Regions from separate parts of the Mus musculus genome. Here all the other regions are linked to region 4. A link is a contact called in public Hi-C and promoter capture Hi-C data. All regions are on one chromosome and are shown on one strand. The core of a region is the stretch at or near the end of the contact, and the rest is flanking DNA. Distances in the headings are between cores, read along the strand shown. Region 1 holds the start of Cnnm2 (cyclin M2). Region 2 holds the start of Cox15 (cytochrome c oxidase assembly protein 15). Region 3 holds the start of Wbp1l (WW domain binding protein 1 like). Region 4 holds the start of Twnk (twinkle mtDNA helicase).

Evidence for each region. Promoter capture Hi-C pulls out the DNA fragments that hold promoters and counts their contacts. A called contact is a pair of places that touch in the nucleus more often than the background predicts. Capture Hi-C pulls out chosen DNA fragments and counts their contacts.
Region 1: a promoter capture Hi-C map of pre-B cells shows a contact between it and region 4, with 2.0 times the contacts expected there. The contact joins the promoter of Cnnm2 here to the promoter of Twnk in region 4. A contact is called at or near these places in 1 of 39 promoter capture datasets (pre-B cells) and 1 of 9 other capture datasets (liver).
Region 2: a promoter capture Hi-C map of liver shows a contact between it and region 4, with 2.4 times the contacts expected there. The contact joins the promoter of Cox15 here to the promoter of Twnk in region 4. A contact is called at or near these places in 2 of 39 promoter capture datasets (hippocampal neurons and pre-B cells), 2 of 115 datasets of contacts at active chromatin or transcription factors (embryonic forebrain and pancreatic cancer cells) and 1 of 9 other capture datasets (liver).
Region 3: a contact with region 4 is called in a Hi-C map of B cells, with 8 read pairs. The contact joins the promoter of Wbp1l here to the promoter of Twnk in region 4. A contact is called at or near these places in 2 of 39 promoter capture datasets (liver and pre-B cells) and 1 of 484 Hi-C or Micro-C datasets (B cells).

The regions. Positions count from the first base shown.
Region 1 is chr19:46,760,238-46,763,389 of GRCm38.p6, reverse strand. Cnnm2 (cyclin M2) reads right to left here and starts at 1,781. Exons shown (of 8, transcript NM_033569.3): 1 at 1-1,781. The coding sequence starts at 1,617.
Region 2 is chr19:43,751,373-43,754,678 of GRCm38.p6, reverse strand. Cox15 (cytochrome c oxidase assembly protein 15) reads left to right here and starts at 1,679. Exons shown (of 9, transcript NM_144874.4): 1 at 1,679-1,857; 2 at 3,145-3,306. The coding sequence starts at 1,768. Cutc (cutC copper transporter) reads right to left here and starts at 1,656. Exons shown (of 9, transcript NM_001113562.1): 1 at 1,459-1,656. The coding sequence starts at 1,516.
Region 3 is chr19:46,597,549-46,600,476 of GRCm38.p6, reverse strand. It overlaps Wbp1l (WW domain binding protein 1 like), which reads right to left and starts at 1,371. Exons shown (of 5, transcript NM_001177812.1): 1 at 1,184-1,371. The coding sequence starts at 1,273.
Region 4 is chr19:45,005,201-45,008,079 of GRCm38.p6, reverse strand. Twnk (twinkle mtDNA helicase) reads right to left here and starts at 1,522. Exons shown (of 5, transcript NM_153796.4): 1 at 1-1,522. The coding sequence starts at 950. Mrpl43 (mitochondrial ribosomal protein L43) reads left to right here and starts at 1,638. Exons shown (of 3, transcript NM_053164.3): 1 at 1,638-1,816; 2 at 1,911-2,017; 3 at 2,140-2,879. The coding sequence starts at 1,686. The coding sequence ends at 2,381.

The sequences.
Region 1 (3,152 bases), core at 532-3,031, 1.8 Mb before region 4:
CTTAAATTCTTCCAGCATAGCGTCCAACTTGGTGTCGTTGAAAACGAAGTGCAAAGGGTGATTGTAAAACTTGGTGATGGTTTTCAAGGGAGTACAGTCATCCGGATCCACGAAGGCCAAGTCTTTGACAAAGAGCAGGTCCACGATGTTGGAACGTTCTCCCTCGAACACCGGGATTCGAGTGTAGCCACTCTCCATGATCTCCGACATGGTGTTGAAGTCCAGGATAGCCTCGCCGGTTATCATGAAGCAGTCCCTGAGGGGAGTCATCACGTCCTCCACCGTCTTGGTGCGGAGCTCCAGCGCCCCTTGGATGATGTTCAGCTCTTCCTTAACGAGGTCGTTATAGGGGTCAGTAACCCGGAGCATCTCCAGCAGTTTTTCCCGGTTATAGACCGTGCCTATCTCCTGGCCCAGGACGCAGTCCAGCAGTTTGCTAACCGGATAAGAAGCGGGGAATGTCATCATCATGAAAAACTTGGTGAGGAAGATGGTGTTGGCCCCTACCGCCAGGCCGTGTCGGGAGCAGATGGCTTGGGGCACGATTTCTCCGAAGATGACGATGCCAATGGTGGAGACCACCACCGCCACAAGGCCTGAGCCCGCAATGTCGTCCAGCAGGATGGTGAGCGTGGTGTTGACCAGTACGTTGCCCAGCAGCAGCGAGCACAGCAGGTAGTTGCCCTGCCTGCGCACCGGCTCGATGCGCTTGGCATAATTCTTCTCTTTCTCCGTGCCGCAGTTTTGCACGATGCGCAGCTCCATCGGGTCCAGAGCCATGAGCCCCAGGTTGAGGCCGCTGAACATGCCCGACAGGCACAGCAGCAGCGAGATGAAGATCACTTGCAGCCAGAAGGGCAGCAAGAACTTCTTCTCCTCGCCCACTATCATCTTGGTGTCCTCACCGTCGTGGTAAATCCAGGTGGTCTCGGCCCACGGAGGAGGCGGGAGTCCGGCCACCCCCGCGCCACCCTTGCCCCCGACGGTGCCACTCGCAGACCCGGAGCCGCCGGCGCCTAGTGCGGGCGTGGAGAGAGACGTGCACAGGTAATAAGACTTGCTCTTCTCCATCTTGCGCAGCGGTTTAATCTCGATCTCGATGATGCCCGATGTGCGGCGATTGAGAATGATGTGGGGCAAGATGATGATGTCTGAGGTGCGGATGCCGCAGCGCTGGGGGCCGCTGTCCGGCTCCGGAGGCGCGGGGCCCCCCAGCCCACGCTCGCTGGGTGTGTGCCGGCGCCGCTCGTGCTCAGTGAAGGCGATGCGGGACCACGTCTCGTTGTTGATGTTCTGCCCGTACACCCGCAGCTTGACCCGGGTCCGCTCGCTCACCCGCAGAGCACCCCCTTCCATGAACGACACGTCGTTCGTATCCTCCAGCCGCAGCCCGATGATCACGGTCTCCTCGTTCTCGCCGGCCGCTGTGCAGCCGCCCGCTCCCCAGCAGCAGCTCAGCAGTAGCAGCGGCAGCAGCCGGCCCGCAGCTGCTTGCAGGACCCCCCGGCCGCGGGCACTGAGGCTGCGGCGCGCCGCCATCTTCCAAGTGGGCAGTGCGGCGGCTGCCTGCCCGCCCGCCATCTTTACTTCGGGTTCACAAGCGCCACAGCCAATCATAGGGTGGCTGCTCCAGCTGAGGCTTCATCCTTCCCACCCGGCGGCGCGAGCGCAGGCACCGGCGCCCGAGCAGGACTGCAACCGCGCGTTCGCGCCCAGCCCTTAGCTGTCCTTCTCTCTGAATGACACTGATTCGGACTGAGCCAGCTGAGGAACCCCCGGGCTCGAGGGAGGAGGGAGCGGAGGGAGGGGCGTGCTAGCCTCTCCCGCGAGAGGCAGGTCTGCCAGCCAATCAAGAGCGGGTGCCCGCCTTCCCAGCCAGGGGGCTGGAATGGGGGCGTGGTCGCAGTCGGCGTGCCGCACCAATGGCACGGGAGGTGGGCGGGGAGATGAGGGCCACTGTCCTCCTCTGCATGCCAAGTTTCCAACTGAAAGGCGCGTGACTCTTGTGTATGCGCGGGGAGGAGGCGTGGCCATCCCGGATGCAAGAGCCAGTCAAAGATGAGCGCTGTAGGGATGGGGGCGTGGTCTTCCTCCAGGCGGCCAATGAAAGGGAGCGGTCCGCGGGTGCGGCGCTCCCTGTGGGGTCTCTGTAGTAGATCCTCGCGCGCGGCTTGGCAGCCCTGCAATACTGCCCTGAGGCGCGAGGCCTCGGGTCCTTGCTGCAGGGACTTGCGGGCTCCACGGGGCTCCGTGTCGCCGCAGAATGGGCTGAGCCCTCCTTCCCTGGGAGCACCAGAGCCGGACTGGAGACAGCTTACGATGCACATAGCCTAAAACCAAATCGGGATACTAGTCAAGCCCCCCAGCCCACTACCCCTGCATGCGGTTCCTCTGGAGATTCGCGGTGACAGGGTGGCCCTAGCAACGCCGAGGACCTGCGGTCTCCGTGACTCTGTGAGCCCTCAGCTGCTCACGATCATGTGGCGCCACCTGCCGGCCCTCACGGACGACCTTTGCTGTTTTCTAGCTCTCAACAAACCTCTCAAAGTGTGGTCAGCTTCCCAAACTTTGTCATCACAGGGATTCTCCTGTAGTCCTGCTATAATCACAGAATGAGATGGACCCTATTTTTGGTTTTGTTTTGTTTTGTTTTGTTTTGTTTTTTAACGTGCACCCAGGCAATTTGGGGAAATAGGAAGGGGAGAGCAACCTGAGAAGGCCCATGAAAGCTTATTATGAAATGCACAGGTCAAACGCTGTTAGCTCCGGAGAAGATTCATTGTGGAGCACAGCTCACCAGGACTCTCAAGTCCATTGCATCAGACTAGATGCGGTAGCACAGTAGCTCCCAAACTGAACTTTCTGCCTCCCAACTGAAGCGCGTTTTAAAATGTTTTTCCTGATCTTACTTTGTATTCCATAAACACAATACTCTTCCTTTTTTGTGAACACCCACAGTGTTTTTTATAATTTCCAGGACGAGTGATTTCTGGGCTCATTTCAGCGGTATCCTCGCAATTCTCTCTTTTTTTTTTTTTTTTTTTTTTGTTGTTTTGTTTTGTTTTGTTGTTGTTTACAGGGTTTCTCTGTATAGCCCTGGCTGTCCTGGAGCTCACTTTGTAGACCAGGCTGACCTTGAACTCAGAAATCCG
Region 2 (3,306 bases), core at 430-2,929, 1.3 Mb after region 4:
TCCTGCAAGTTAAATGTATAACTCATTTTTAAAAAAGATTTATTTAATTTTTATTTATATGAATACACTGCAGCTGTCTTCAGACCCACACTAGAAGAGGGCATCAGATCCCATTACTGATGGTTGTGAGCCACCATGTAGTTGCTGGGAATTGAACTCAGGTTCAATTGAAGAGCAGTCAGTGCTCTTAACCGCTGAGCCATCTCTTCAGCCCATATAACTCACTTTTAGTTATCAGTTTTAAATGTTGGAGCCTAGAAAATGGCTCAATGGGTAAAGCTACTTACTGTGCAAGTCTGACAACCTGAGCTCATTCCCTGAATGTATTTAAAGTTGGAAGGAGAGAATTAACTCGACAAAGCTGTCCTCAGACCTCCACACACTTACTATGGCACATGTACCCACCCCCACACAATAATTACCAACACACTTTTAAAGTGTTTAATTCATGCTTCATGTATTGATCTCTGCGAGAACAGTCACCACATTCTAATAGTGGTTACTCCTGGGCAATGAATTTGGAATTATTTTTACCTTTCTATATTGCTTGACTTCTTCTACCTGATATTGCTTTTATGATGAAAGATTACTTGGAGAAACAAACAAAAATCTGTCACCTCCTAATAAGTTGCAATAGTCATTGATTTAATAAAAGACTATCAGTCCCATAGATTAGGATTCAAACATTAACCAATGGTCGTAAACAACAATACAGTAACTCCACAAATCTGGTAACAGCCCCACCAGTGGGGCTGAAGATGCTGAAGGAGTATCAGGAGCTCCATACAAAAGTATGGGAATGTCTACAAACTGTTGCAACAGGAGCCTGAGCAAAAAGCAAAAAGTAGGGATCAAAAAAGACATTTGAAGCAGTAGTGCTCAAAGTTAGAGACTCCAGATGGCTTTGGGGAGTCTGTGTCTGTATTTGCCTCTTGGGAGCGGACTGCAGCTTTAGAACACTTAAACACGCTGAGACAGGTATGAGAATCCAACTACCTTCCATCAAGTGAGATATTAAAAGAGATTTGCAAAATACAGAGCATTGCCCCTTTTGCTGTTTTGTTTAGGGATATTTATCCTTCATAAAAGTTATTTGTCTTGACATATTAATAGGCATATCTCCCGCAGGAAGCAACCAGTCATCTGTTACGCAATGGCTGTGGGAACGGATCCCACTCGCCACCCTCGGTGGCAGCTCTAGGTTGTAGAGCTGTCACCACACTTTTATTATCTACCACAGAGACAGGGAGGTGGTATGGTGCCCTCTTGTGGCCCTAGGGGCGGCGGGACGCTGAGGGCACTTGCGAGACTGGCGGGGATCCAGGAGCAGCTGAGGGACTGCGTGACTGCCCGGGACTCCGGAGCACTGAGAAACTCGACCGCGGGAAAGCCTGGCAAGCCGGGACCCACCCCGGGGTCCACCGGCCGACCGCCCCCCTGCCCCGCCACCTTCCGCACCCGCCTTCCCCGACGATATCCACGCCTGTTTCCGCTCGCAAGAAGCCCCTTTCTTCATGCTTCCCGCGTTCCTCCCTCGCTCGCCTTCGGTTTCCACTGAGTCCCCGCGGCCGCGCGAGCGACGGAGGAGGCGCGTCCCCGACGCCCGTGCCCGGCAGCCTCCCAGGGAGTCGTGCGTGCACGCGCAGTGGCCAACCTAGCGCGAGGGGGCGCGCACGACGCCTGACCCGGAAGTGCTTGTTCTTTCGGGAGCGGAGAAGCGGACCGCAGCTCGCTGGGGCGCTCCGGCAGTGGCGCTGTACTGTCAGCATGCAACGGTTGCTCCTTCCGTCCCTGAGGGCCTTGACGGGGAGCCGCAATGTCGGGCTCCTGGTCCCTAGGGTGGCGTCCAGAACACAGGTACCCACTCCTGCTGGCTCGGATCACGGAAGCCGGGCTGGGATAAAAAAGGCCAGGATAAAGTAAACGGACCGCCCTGCAAGTCCGGCTCGCCTTCTCATTTCAGGACATATTTCCTTGTGTCCCGACACCTCCCTGAATGCGGATCCGGAAATATTACCCACTGCTGTGTATGACTGACCAATTTACTTAGCTTTTAAGTTTCAATTTCCTTTTCTGTAGAATGGGAGAACGACCTGTTACACAAGGTGTTTGTAAGGATTAAAATTTTAAATATACATCAAACCCTTAGCACGTGATAAAGGCTCAGTAATTTTTCTTTTCTTTTTATTTTATTTATTTATGCATTTATTTGCACATTTGGTTTTTGCTAAAAGCCACCAGGCAGTCAGGAACTCCTATGTAGCCCCATTCCACAGTGAAGGAAATTGAGACTTACTTTAAGTTGCTTGTCTAAGATACCCAGTTACTTAGAAGTAGGAAACTGAACATACTTTTTTTTTTTTTTTTTTTTTTTTGGTTTTTCGAGACAGGGTTTCTCTGTGTAGCCCTGGCTGTCCTGGAACTCACTTTGTAGACCAGGCTGGCCTTGAACTTAGAAATCCACCTGCCTCTGCCTCCCGAGTGCTGGGACTAAAGGTGTGCGCTACTACCGCCCGGCCAACATATTTTTGCTCTTAGTGTTAGACTCAAAAGAAGACATGTATTCTCTTCTCTGATAATCAGTAGTAAAAGGTGAAAGATCTTTATGGTGTGAAGAGAAACCAGAGAATTCTAGAGTTTGTTATGTTCCTGGAAAAAAAAATATGCCCACATAGTGCCTGCCCTTGAGGAGTCAGTTCATTCAATTGTTAGTTCGAGTACCAAATATGTATTAGGTCTTGCTGTGTAAGGACCCAGTACTACAAAGGGAGCAAGAGGAAGAGCTCCCAGCTTAGTGGGGCATAGGGACAGATCACCTGATACATGACTGTGTGTTAAGGCTTGTGGTAGGGAAGGTACTTTGTGCTGTGACAGTAACCTGTTGTAAGATCCAGGAAAGTCTGGGGCATAACGATGCCAGCCCCGATCTCCAGTGGGTAGTATAAATGGAAGTGTGTGGGAGGGAATAGCACATTTAGAGACTGAGAACCCAGTAAGAAAGGGCTCAGTAGTGCAGATGAGAGTCGGTGATTAACCAGAGCGGTAGCTGTGAAATGCAGCCTTACAGGGGCTTTACTCCAGTTAAATTGAGGATAAGTGTTGGTAGCAGATTCTTCAGTTACGATTTTCTGTCTTGCTCCTTAGTGTGGCAGCAGCTGTGGCAGCCAGCGTCCTCTGAGGCCAGGACAGTACAGCACCATCACTGAAGTGGCTCTGCAATCCGGAAAAGGGACAGTGTCCCTTCCTTCGAGGGCAGCCGAGCGGGCGGTGGGCCGATGGCTTCTGGTGTGCAGTGGGACAGTGGCT
Region 3 (2,928 bases), core at 122-2,621, 1.6 Mb before region 4:
AGAGTTCAAGCCCTGCCTGACCTACATTGCAAGATCCTGTCTCAAACAAAACAAAACTCAATTATTTTGGGGTTTTGGGTGTTTTTCTTGTTTTGTTTCTTGAAGAGGATATTCGGGAGAAAAATAAGATACGTATGTGAAAGGGCTGCCCTTGAGCTCTAAGGGGAAAGGTAAGAATTCTGCTAACAATTTCTGCTCTTCAGCGTGATGTGACGTGCTAAGCTGCACAGGCTGTCCCTGTGCCTGTGGAAAACAGACAATGATGGGAAGAAAGGGGAGAAACCAAAGGAAACGATAGAAGCTTTGCCAGATTTAACAGGGGAGGGGTGATTCCCCCTACAGCACCCCACCCAATCTGGCACCAAGAGTAACGCTTCAATTAGGGTTTCGAAACGCCAGCCCAAGCTAGAATCAGCATAAGCAGGCATCTCGGCCCTGGACTCAGGAAGAGCAAGCCACCCAGCAAGAAAAGCTAGGGTGCTCCACTTGCTGCCGATATTGGCATCGGAACCACCCTCTGCTCAAAAGCCCTGAGCTGGCTCGCTCGGATCAGCACTAGTGACTTCTTCCCAGGACAGCTAGCCTAACAGCACGGTTTTCTCACACTCAAATGTGCCCCTCCTCCTGAGGGGTTACTACTTCATCCCTACTATCTCCCAAGAACCTTACCTCCAGCAACAGCCCACCAACGTACTATGCCTTACAGCATTAAAAATAAGAGTCAGGATGCCCTCAGAACTTTTCCTTTGTCCAGCCTGAAATAAATACCATGCTGAGCCCTCCTCCCTCTGGGGCCAGTGCAGTAACCTGGGATCCCAGCACACACTGGTGTGCACACAGTCTCTGGCTCCGGACTCTACTGCGGAGCAGAAATAGGGCCCACGGGCGCCAGTGTGCGGCGATCTCCGCGAAGAGTCCTCCAGAGCACCTACCATAACTACCCTCTCAAAGGACCCTCAAGTCGCCTGGCACCATTGCCTCTGCCACCTTCTTGACATCCAACTCGTCACAGGTGTCCCTCAGCTAAACATCAACACCCCCACCCTTCACCTGGTCCACCTTAGCCATGGGCTTCCCTCCCGAAAACACTCAACTCCTTGCAAACAAACCTCTTTGAGACCCCCCTCCAACCAGGCCTCGACCGCCCCAGACCCCCAAGCTAGCCCAGAAGCCCTCCCCTTACCTGCGGGGGCTCAGCCCTCACTGACAGGGGGCTGGGCAGCGCCTGGAGGAGCAGGAGCGCCATGCCACCCAGGAGCCTTCTCCTCTCCATCCCCCTCCTGCTCCTGCTCCTCCGCCACGGCGCCGCCACCCCTCCTCCTCCCTCTCTTCTTCCCTCTGCTTCCTCCTTCCCTTCTTTTCCTGTTTCGCTCTGCCCTCCCGCTTCCGGCTCGGCTCCACCCCGCCCCAGGCAAAGGGCCCGCCCAGATGCAGGGGAGGGTCTCCAGCTCCCGCGCCTCATTGGCTCCTACTTTCTGTCCATTGGTCAAAAGAACTGTGAGTCAAATACCAGTCCCAGCCACCCTCGTGCTAGGTGATTTGGCCAATGAAAAGTGGGAGGAAGCTGGGCCATCTTGAATGCTGCGAGGTGCAGAAAAGTGCAGAGCGCCCCGCCCCGCAGAGAGTGGCGGAAGTAACAGGAGCTAGGGACACGACCACCCGGATGCATTGAAAAGGTTTACAGTATTTCAGTCATTTTGAGTGTGGCGGAAATGTTATGTTCCCACAGTTAAGTGGAGGTAAAAGAAAGAAAGAAAAAAAAAAGTGGTGAGGTATAATGATTCTAAAGCGTGCTTCCAACTGCAGTCTATAAGCCTTTGGTGCTTTTTGTATTAAAATAAGTAGAGGTAAAAGAAAGAAAGAAAAAAAAGTAGTGAGATATAATGATTCTAAAGCGTGCTTCCAACTGCAGTCTATAAGCCTTTGGTGCTTTTTGTATTAAATTACAGGAAGCCCTATTATCAGGATCCTTTTTCCAAGCTCACTACCCAAGCAGCAGCTTTGAGTCATTTGAGTCCCCTATTAAATAGCACCTCTCTTAGCGATAGTGCTCTGCTACCCCCAAGTTTCAAGGACAAAACTCTTCAGACCCTACTCAGAAATAGCTCTGAGACCCACCAATCATTGCTTCATCCATGTTATCTTCCGGCTAAATGAAAATGGCTTCCCTTTGCCCCTCCACACACCGCAAGGACAATACTAGTCCACACAAACCCACACATCACCATGTAGCTGCTTCAATTTGAGAATTCTTGTCCAACAGGGCAGGAGGATGTATCACTCTGTGGTAAATGGCTTGCATGGGCAAGGCCCTGAGTTCAGACCCTGGTATGGGCCATAAGGAACAGAGAAAGGGAAGAGATAGAGGGAGGAAGAGAGGGAAAAAGAAAGAAAAAATTACACTTCAATTAGTTACAGGATGTACTTGGCTAGTTTTTGATGTAGGGTCTCTTCCTGTTGTCCATACAAGCCAGAAACTAGGTAACTCAGGCTGTCCTCAAAGTTGTGTTAGTAGTTCCCATGCAAAGCCCTCCTGCTCATTATAACTGCTGTTCAACACCTTACAGGCCAACTCAACTAAATGGATAAGGGTTTGGCAGCGGGTGGGGGTGTGGCTGCTGCCGAACCGACCTTGGCTTTCTAGGAGGGACAGTGAAAGTGTTCTGGATTACAGTAGTGACAACTGTAGCACTTTGTGACTGGACTGAACGTTACTAAACCATACAATTTAAAGGGCTGGATTTGGCTAGGTGTGGAGGTGCATAGCTGTAATCTCAGCACTCACGACTGCATAGCCTGAGCTTCATCGAAAGGAAAATACCAATTTCATGCTGTCTGAGTTCCATTTTACTGTCTAAGTGGGTGTGGGGTTAAATCACAGCTGGGATCTCGGCACTCGAAGTCCTTTGGTACAACTGTGTGGTGTCA
Region 4 (2,879 bases), core at 273-2,772:
TCCCAGGATCGAAGGTCATCTCCTAACCAGAACACAATCCGACGGAACTGTTCAAGGTAAGGCAGTAAGGCTGGGGGTAAGCAGACTGTCCCTCGGGGTAGGGAAAGGGTTGGCAGCCCCGTCGACTGGCTCAAGGCCAGGCTGTCCAGTTCACGACTTGTCACAACCACCTCAGTATCTCTCCGGCTGATCAGTGGTAATCCAAATAGGTTGTGATAGACACCAGGCCGGGGGATGGTGGTCTCTACATACTGTACTCCATTTTCCTGACCCTCAGCCCCTAGTAGCTTCAGGCCACGTAATCCTGAGCTCCCAGGGGTGAACCAAGGGAAGACCAGACTTCGAGCAGATCGAAGATAGCGGACACTGAATCGCCTGAGTGTGTCATCTGTCACCTTGGTAAGGCCAAACATCACACGAGCTAGCTGGGCTTCCTCAGGGTCTGGAAGCTCCCAAAGAGGTATGGCTCGGTTCCAGATCCTCAAGACCTCCTCCCTAACCTCAGCTTCTGGGCCTTCCCTAAGTAGGACACCCTCTTTGGCCCCATCCCCTCGTCCCTCCACACTGGCCTGCAAGTCTTCCCAGCTCCCTTCTGCTAGGCTGGTCATGCAAAGAAAGTGTCCTGTGGTCTTGTCAATGAAGAGGCAGAAGGAAGTGGGAGCGTCCTTTTTCTCATTTTTGATGTCTGAGGACACCACAAAGGGACTTGGTGCTCGAAGGCAGCTGTGGCCATCCTGGAAGGGGATCCCATGTGCACGTAAATACTGGCGGATTTCAGTCGTAGTCACCGGCGACACTGGCATCTCTAAGGCTGGGAGCGCTTCTTTTCTGTACCTTCTGCGGGGAGGGCCTGGCGCCAAGCTTCTGGGCAGGCCCCTCCTACCCACCCACTCGCCACGCAGTGGCAGCAAGATCCGGAGGGGATATGCACGTCGGAGAAGAAGCCACATTCCTAATGGAGTGGGACGCCACTACTGCAAAAGCTTTTGTTGTCTGGTTCAGTGCCTTCACTAAACCAGACCCTAGGAAACCTTCTACAAGGCACTCGCAGAAATCACTCCTACTGGCTTTTCTCTTTATCCCTCCTCAAACTTCTTCACGAACACAGTTCTTACTCCCCTCGGTTGCCTGTGTATTGCTACTTCATCCCTACACACCTACACTGCCCTTTCGCGTCTACGCCTCTCTCTGAGGATTCTCCTATCTCTAGGTCCTTTACGGATTTCTCTCCACCAGCTCACTTCTAGATCCTTCTACGGTCCCTCGATCTAAACGGCTTCTCTGTATCATCTCTTCACGTCTACTACCCCTCTACGGACTCTCCTGGCTAACCTCATCTCTACCGCTTTCTGCATCCCGTCTGAACCCCAACTCCAGGCGCTCCGAGCCCCCAGCGCTCACAGGCACTCTCCACACTGCTGGAGGTCACGCGCTCCGGCCCGGCTTCCTCACTGGCTCCCTTGCTCTGCCCTCCACTTCAAAGCTCCACGCTCCCGCCCCCAGCTTCGCGTCACCACTCTCCTTTCTAGTGTTCTGTCCGCAACGTGGGTCGCCCGCTCGCACGCGCTACTCGCGGTGACTCCGGAAGCAAAACTCTCCAGGGCGCCCATGCCACAACCCCGGAACCGGAAGTCACCGGTTAGTCCCGCCCCCCGGCTCCGCGTCCTGGCTCTCTAACCGTAGCCATGACCGGTCGCGGGACTTCGAGCCGCTTTCTGACCAGCGTCCTCCATAATGGGCTAGGGCGTTACGTGCAGCAGCTGCAGCGCCTCAGCCTCAGCCTCAGCCGGGATGCGCCCTCGTCCCGCGGCGCCAGGTGAGGCACGCGGAAGCGGGAGCGCCGGAAAGGGAGGCGGGGAGCTATGGGGCTGGGTTCGGGCCACCGTACTCACCTTCGCCGGGTCTCGCAGGGAGTTCGTGGAACGCGAGGTGACCGACTTCGCCCGACGGAACCCAGGAGTCGTAGTATACGTGAACCCGCGCCCGTGCGCCATGCCACGAATAGTGGCCGAATACCGTGAGTGGGGCCGAGCTAGGGCGGGGGTGGGCGGCGCGGGATCCCGGCTTGCCCGCTGCGTTCTGTTTGTCTGATTTCCGACCTGGCGCCTTCCACTCATCCCCTCCACGTCCCTCTCCCAGTTAATGGGGCTGTGCGCGAGGAAAACGTCAACAGCAAGTCGGTGGAGGAGATCAAGTCGTTGGTGCAGAAGCTGGCAGACCAGTCCGGCTTGGATGTGATCCGCATCCGCAAGCCCTTCCACACGGACAACCCGAGCATCCAGGGCCAGTGGCACCCCTTCACCAACAAACGGACTGCCCTCCACGGGCTGCGGCCCAGAGAACTCCGGGATTCTGCTCCAGCTTCGATGCAAGCACAGTAAAGAACCAGGCGCTTTGGACCGTGAGAGGGATAGGATTGGTTCCTCTTTTGGATTTCAAGCTCAGGCCGAGTAGGTGGGTGGAGCCTACCAGCCGGGGCGTGGCCTGAGATAAAGAAGAACCTTTTCCTTTGCCCACTTGTAGCTAGGTGCAGTGACCTTGTGAATACCCTAATTCTGATTCAATTGGCCTCCTTGCAAGCTGAGATGTGAGAAGTGTACAACACTTGTACAAGGACCGTGTTTTCTGAAATACGAATAATAATGACTTCAAAACACATGAAAGAGTCTGGAGGCTGTCTTCTGAAGGACACGGGATGCCCTGTTGCTCTTGCTGGTATGGCATTGGGCAAGGCACCTTATATCCGTGTTTGTGTGCAGTTTAGGAAGTTGAAGATGAGCCTGGCGTTGGTAGTGCATAACCTTTAATCCCAGCATTTGGTTGGCAGAGGCAGATGAATCTCTGCGTTTAAGGCCAGCTTGGTCTACAGAGTGAGTTCC